Regions from separate parts of the Mus musculus genome. Here region 2 is linked to region 1. A link is a contact called in public HiChIP or PLAC-seq data. All regions are on one chromosome and are shown on one strand. The core of a region is the stretch at or near the end of the contact, and the rest is flanking DNA. Distances in the headings are between cores, read along the strand shown. Region 1 has its middle 35 kb from the start of Foxj2. Region 2 holds the start of Lpcat3 (lysophosphatidylcholine acyltransferase 3).

Region 1 (2,700 bases), core at 14-2,513:
GGCGTGGCTTAGCTGGAGTAGCTGACCCTGTATCTGTTTGACAAGAAACTGAGAGTGTACATAGAACAGGAATTAGATTTATTACTGAAGATAGATCATTTCTTTTGCTTCTATTTTATTATTTTCAATAAAATAATAGGTTAGTTTAGTCAAAAGGAAAAAGAGATCTTGGAGATTTAGCAGAGAGAAAAAAGAGTGGGAGATCTGGGGATGTATGCTAAGCCCTTGCTTAGCACGGACGAGTCTCTAGATTCAGTCCCCAGTGAAAGGAAGAAATTAAAGAATTCTGGTAGGTAAAAATAAAATAAAATCTTGTTAAGATAAGATAATTGCAGGCAGAGAAAATACTGGTTTGAAGAAAGAGCGCTCCTATTCTGCCCACGACCAGTGCGTTGGTGTATCTGCCTCCAGGGTCTGTTGCTAGGATGCCAACCTATTTTGACAGTTGGCACCAGGTGGCAGTGTAGATCCCTGTAGTTCCAAGTTCTTACTGCTTTTTTAGCCAGGCATTCAACTAAGAGAGGTGAGGCAGGTGCCTTGTGAACTGTTTTTAATTAGGCCTAGAAGACAAACCCTGGGAAGCCGAGAAGCCATTTGAGGCTATTTAGGGAACGGATGATAAAAGGAATGGAAGGAGAGATAGTGGCCTGGGAGCGGAGGAAGGAGGGTTATGGGAAGGGCGTGGGCTTTAACATTAGAAAGCGGAGGTCTTTGGCCTCTGACACTTGTGTGTTGAGTTGGGGGCTTAAAGACAAGGAAACCAGAGGTGGTGGGTCACTGAAAATTAGGTTCACCTGATTGACTTCAACATAGACCAGACCAGAGGCGGGAAGGAGAAGGATCTCAGAGCGCAGGCGCCTCTGAGGTCAGGTGCCCATGACAAAATCACTAAGGGAGGATCTCTTGGATGGTTCTGCTGACTCGGTGGCTTGCAGATGAGGGCCAGCAAACGACTCAGTAGGAGGTTCACCCTTCCGAGATTGTTAAACACAATATCTCTCAGAGCGGAGCCAGGGGTTGAGGCTGAGCTCACACCACACATGCAGGATTTAGCCACTCCTTTGTCATTGCAAAGTATCTGAGAAAACTTAAGCAGGGAGGGATTTCTTCTCTCACAGTTCCAGGATTTCAGTCCATTATCACTTGGTTCCATTGTCTGGAGGCCAAGGCTCGATGAGGTGGCTAGCCGGAAGCCTAAGGTGGCGAGAGGCAGCTCCTCTCATGGTAGAGTGGTGCAGAGAGAAGACAGATCCAGGGATTAGATATTCTTCTAAGGAATGCCTGCGGCTGGGCCCCACCCCACGTGATCCATATCACTATCGAGCTATGAATCCACTGAGCTGTGGATTAGTCAGGTCCTGCATGGTTCTTCCCAGAAGGCCTTTTAACTCTCAACCAAACCTTTTACCACGTGAGCCTTGGGTGTGGGGAGGAAGAGGGGGGAGGCACTTCATATCCAAACCGCAACAGATGCTTAAATAAATTGTTTGGATGCATTATGTGTGTTTAGAAAAAAAAAGCTAAAAAGGAGGCCCCAAATGGAAAGAAAGCGAGAGACTTGCAGGTTGCAGTGCAGATGGGGAGCACCTACTGGGCGTTACTGAAGACAAAGGAGGAAGAGGCGATCTTTGAGATGGGAGACTTCTGCTCTCAGTTCTCTTAGTTTTCTAGAACTGCTACCACCACCACCTGCCACCACACACACACACACACACACACACACACACACACACACACACACACACATTTTAAACTTAGCATCTGTTTCCTTTATGTTTAAATGTATGGATATTTTGACTGTGTGGATGTCTCTGTACCACATCCATGCATGTTGCCCCCAAGGCCAGAAGGGGGTGCAGTGCCTTCATGCAAAGTAGGAAAAGGTGCTTCTCTGAGTAGTTGGGGGCGGGGTGGTCTAGGAAGACCTCTTGTGCAAAGAAGCTTCAAAGCCTAGGATTAAAACTTTCCAAACTAAACTGTTATACTTAAAAGCCATTGTAGAGGATTTAGAGATTTAAAACCTTGGAATAAGTTGGGCAGTGGTGGCGCACGCCTTTAATCCCTGCTCTTGGGAGGCAGAGGCAGGCCGGTTTCTGAGTTCCAGGCCAGCTTGGTCTACAGAGTGAGTTCCAGGACAGCCAGGGCTACACAGAGAAACCCTGTCTTGAAAAAGAAAAAAAAACAAAACAAAAAAACAAAAAACCAACCTGAACTAGAGATGGTACATTCCAGTTTACAAAGCTATAAACAAACACAAAGCCTTTGTTCCTGGGCAAGCCTTTTAGCCAAATTAAACTTCTGAGAAAAGCTGACTTCCATTTTTATCTCAAATACCCATGTTAACATATGTTTCCATGCTAACCATCTTACTTTGACTGTTAGTTTGTTTATATTGCGTATATGTATCTGTGTGTACAGGCCCCAGGCACCTGTGGTGGTTAGAGGACGGCTTTATGGAATCTGTTCTCCACTCCCAACTTCATGTGGGTTCTGGGAATCAAATTCAGGTTGGCATGCTTCCACAGCGAGTACCTTTAACTCCTGACCCATCTCTCCAGTCCTCAACCATCTTAAGTTTGACCCAGACAGGAACCTCTCTGCCAGGTGATCTTCCTAAAGCTTTAGCATGCGTGAGAGTCGCTTGTAAGACTTGTTGCAGGTGTCTTGGCCTTACCCTGTCAAGAGTCTGATTCGCCACAT
Region 2 (2,700 bases), core at 168-2,667, 1.9 Mb before region 1:
CAGGGCACTGAGCCGCAAAGGCATAAGTCACCACACCCAATTTATCTCAAACTTCCTACAGTTAACCCTCTACTTACGCCTCTCTCAGGTTAAAGTTATGCAGCCTTCCCCAAAAGTTCCAAGGACTTAAAAACCTACTGAATCGAGTCTCTGATCACTGATCTTGACCTAAGAATTCTTACCGGACTTTACAGCGATCCAATGCTAAGCACGGCTGTCTTCATCTCATAAGAGAATTAGATGCGGAGCAGTTAAATGGCTTGCCTGGGGGGTCTTACCGTTTGTGAGTAGCGACAAGAGTGGTTGCTACTCACAAACGGTAAAGAGTGGGACTCCTTTAACTTCAAAGTCCACACTTTTTCCATCATACCACGTTACCTCATGTATTAAAAAACCTCGAAGAGTGCGGTTTTTAAAAGACTATAAAATATATATATAATATATAACACAGCTTGTTGCGACATAAATTCAGGTACATCACATCCTTTGAACCATATGAATAATAGTCCCTTGGAACAAGCATGGAGTTTTTAAGGTTGTTAATAGTGCTGTTTCCCAAGCCCAGTGTAAGAATGTATTCCAGAGTAAATGACAGGTGGGCGGCTAAGGGGGAAAGCAATATGGTACAAGAAAATACTAGAAAGTGGACAGAAAAGAGATGAAAGTACACTATACGTTGGCAATACACAAAATAGACCGAGAAGACATAGTATGAAATAATCGGGCAGAGGAGGCCCGTAGGGCTAAAATATCTTAAGTTCGAGGGCCTATGCCTCTCGTAAGGAGAGCGCATGATGGGAGCTGTTAATAACAAATAAGTAGTACTCATGGCCACAGTCGAACTCTTGAGAGCCACAGACAGACATAGGTCGCAAGGGCACAGTCCGGCATATCGATGACAAGGCGGGAGGTGACTGAGGAGCCAAAGGGCACAGTATGGGCCAAAGAAAATGGGAAGAGGTTCAGAGGGTACGGGCCCCCAGACTTGAGACCAGACTTGTCTTCCCTTCGATAGCTGGCTGGTGTGCTTGATGACCCGCACCCCCAAGCCCTCCTGGGTCCCAGGTTCGGGGCAGACAGACAGGTCCTGTCCCCAGACCCCATTCTGCCCATTTCCTTGGGACTCCACGAGGGGGCAGAGGCAGGCAGGAGGGTCCTTACCCAGGAAGATGGAGAAGATGAGCCGCAGCGCCTGTTCCGACGCGCCCAGAGACGTCGCCAACTTGTTAAGGCTCAGATCCTCGACACCCGGCCACAGCCCCCGCATCTGCTCCAGCGTCTCTCCCATGTCCCCGTCCGCTGTAGACGCCATCTTAACTGCGGGCGCCCCCCGGGGACCCCCAGCTCCGCGCCCCGAATGTGGGCAGAACGCGGTGGCTTCACCCCCAATTCCGGCCGGGGGCCCGCCCACGGCGTGCGCATTGGCTGCGGGCCCGCCCAGAGCCTCTAGACCCACCCGATTATTGGTCGAGCCAGCCGGGGGCGGGGCCGAGCGCAGCAAGGTAGGAAGAGGGCGGGGCCGAGCGTTTGTAAGGCAAAGGTGACTCCCGTGAGGAAGGGAAACGGGCCGGGCCGGCGGGGCGGGGCGGGGCTTGCGATCGCGACCCAGCTGCTATTGGAGCAGGCGGGAGCGCGAGGCGAGGTGACAGTACAACTCGGTCCGGACGGCTCCGGGCAGGAGTGGGTCGGACGGGTGTCCGGCCGGCTTGCTCGCTGCCTTCCCATTGGTTGAGACAGGAGCAGGCGAGAGTCGGGGCGGGGGGGGGGCGGGGGGGGGCGGGGGCGTCACCAGACCGCGAGGTTACTCTCGGTCGCCGGCGCTGGGGTTACTGGGGCATGTAACGGAGCGGAGCGAATGTCTGCTGTCACCCCACGAGCGCCCCCTAACGGTGTCTCCTCGGGGGCGGGGGAGGGGGGGAGAGCGAGGGTCCTGCATTCCCAGCCCTTTCCTGAAGGCTCTGGGGGAGCCCAGGGGCCCAAGAACACCCTTTAATGCTACGTAGCTCTTCCCGATGCAGGTCCTTTTCGGTTGTTCAAGTACTGGGACTCGAACCGGTGCCGCGTGCACGCTCTCCTGCCGGAGCTACAACCCTAGTCCTTATGCAGAGTTCCCTTTCTATAGTAAAACGGACCTTCTCTCCGGAGGCAATGAAATTAGGATCTGCCTATTTATATTAAAAAGAGCCTACTTAACACTTGCCGCTTTAATTAACAGTTAGGCTAGTTTTGTCACGGCTTAAGTAATGTATGTTCCTGATGAAAGTTCAAGCACTAGAGGCATGAAGCAAAATAGGAGCCCTTTCCTCCTATGCAGTGTCACTTCCCACTGATTGACCCCAGGGAAAGTGACAGTGTATGGGGTGTGTAACAAAGGGGTTCACAAGTTCTTGTCCTAAAAAGTTCAGCTATGGCTTACACTTCCATGGCATTTTATACTTTTTTCCAGCCCCCCCCCCCCCTTTTTTTTTTTACTGGGAAATTGAACGTAGGCTTTACGTGTGCTAAGGAAGCATTGGACCACTGAGCTATGTCTCCTGCCTTTTCATATGTCCTTTTATTTATACTTAAAGGCATTTTTTTTTACATTTATTTGTGTATATATTGGGGTATGTTGGAGGAAGGGCTAGTTTTTGCCACAGAACACACATGAAGGCCAGAAGACAACTTTCAGGAGACTGCTCTGTCTTTTGCCATGTGGAT

Evidence for each region. HiChIP or PLAC-seq counts read pairs in DNA pulled down with a chosen protein or histone mark.
Region 2: an H3K27ac HiChIP or PLAC-seq map of extraembryonic endoderm stem cells shows a contact between it and region 1, with 16 times the contacts expected there. The contact joins the promoter of Lpcat3 here to the enhancer-like site in region 1. A contact is called at or near these places in 3 of 39 promoter capture datasets (the 3T3-L1 cell line, embryonic stem cells and hippocampal neurons) and 5 of 115 datasets of contacts at active chromatin or transcription factors (astrocytes, embryonic stem cells, extraembryonic endoderm stem cells and 2 more).

What each region holds. Positions count from the first base shown.
Region 1 is chr6:122,784,229-122,786,928 of GRCm38.p6, reverse strand. It overlaps a transcript of Slc2a3 not described here. Among named protein-coding and RNA genes, the nearest start is that of Foxj2, 35 kb to the left of the region's middle. Within about 2 kb of position 1,263, at least 30 of the 459 cell types and tissues checked have an H3K27ac peak or open chromatin away from gene starts, as enhancers often do. A contact at or near this core is called in extraembryonic endoderm stem cells and hippocampal neurons, where this site is marked.
Region 2 is chr6:124,661,821-124,664,520 of GRCm38.p6, reverse strand. Lpcat3 (lysophosphatidylcholine acyltransferase 3) reads right to left here and starts at 1,417. Exons shown (of 13, transcript NM_145130.2): 1 at 1,162-1,417. The coding sequence starts at 1,312.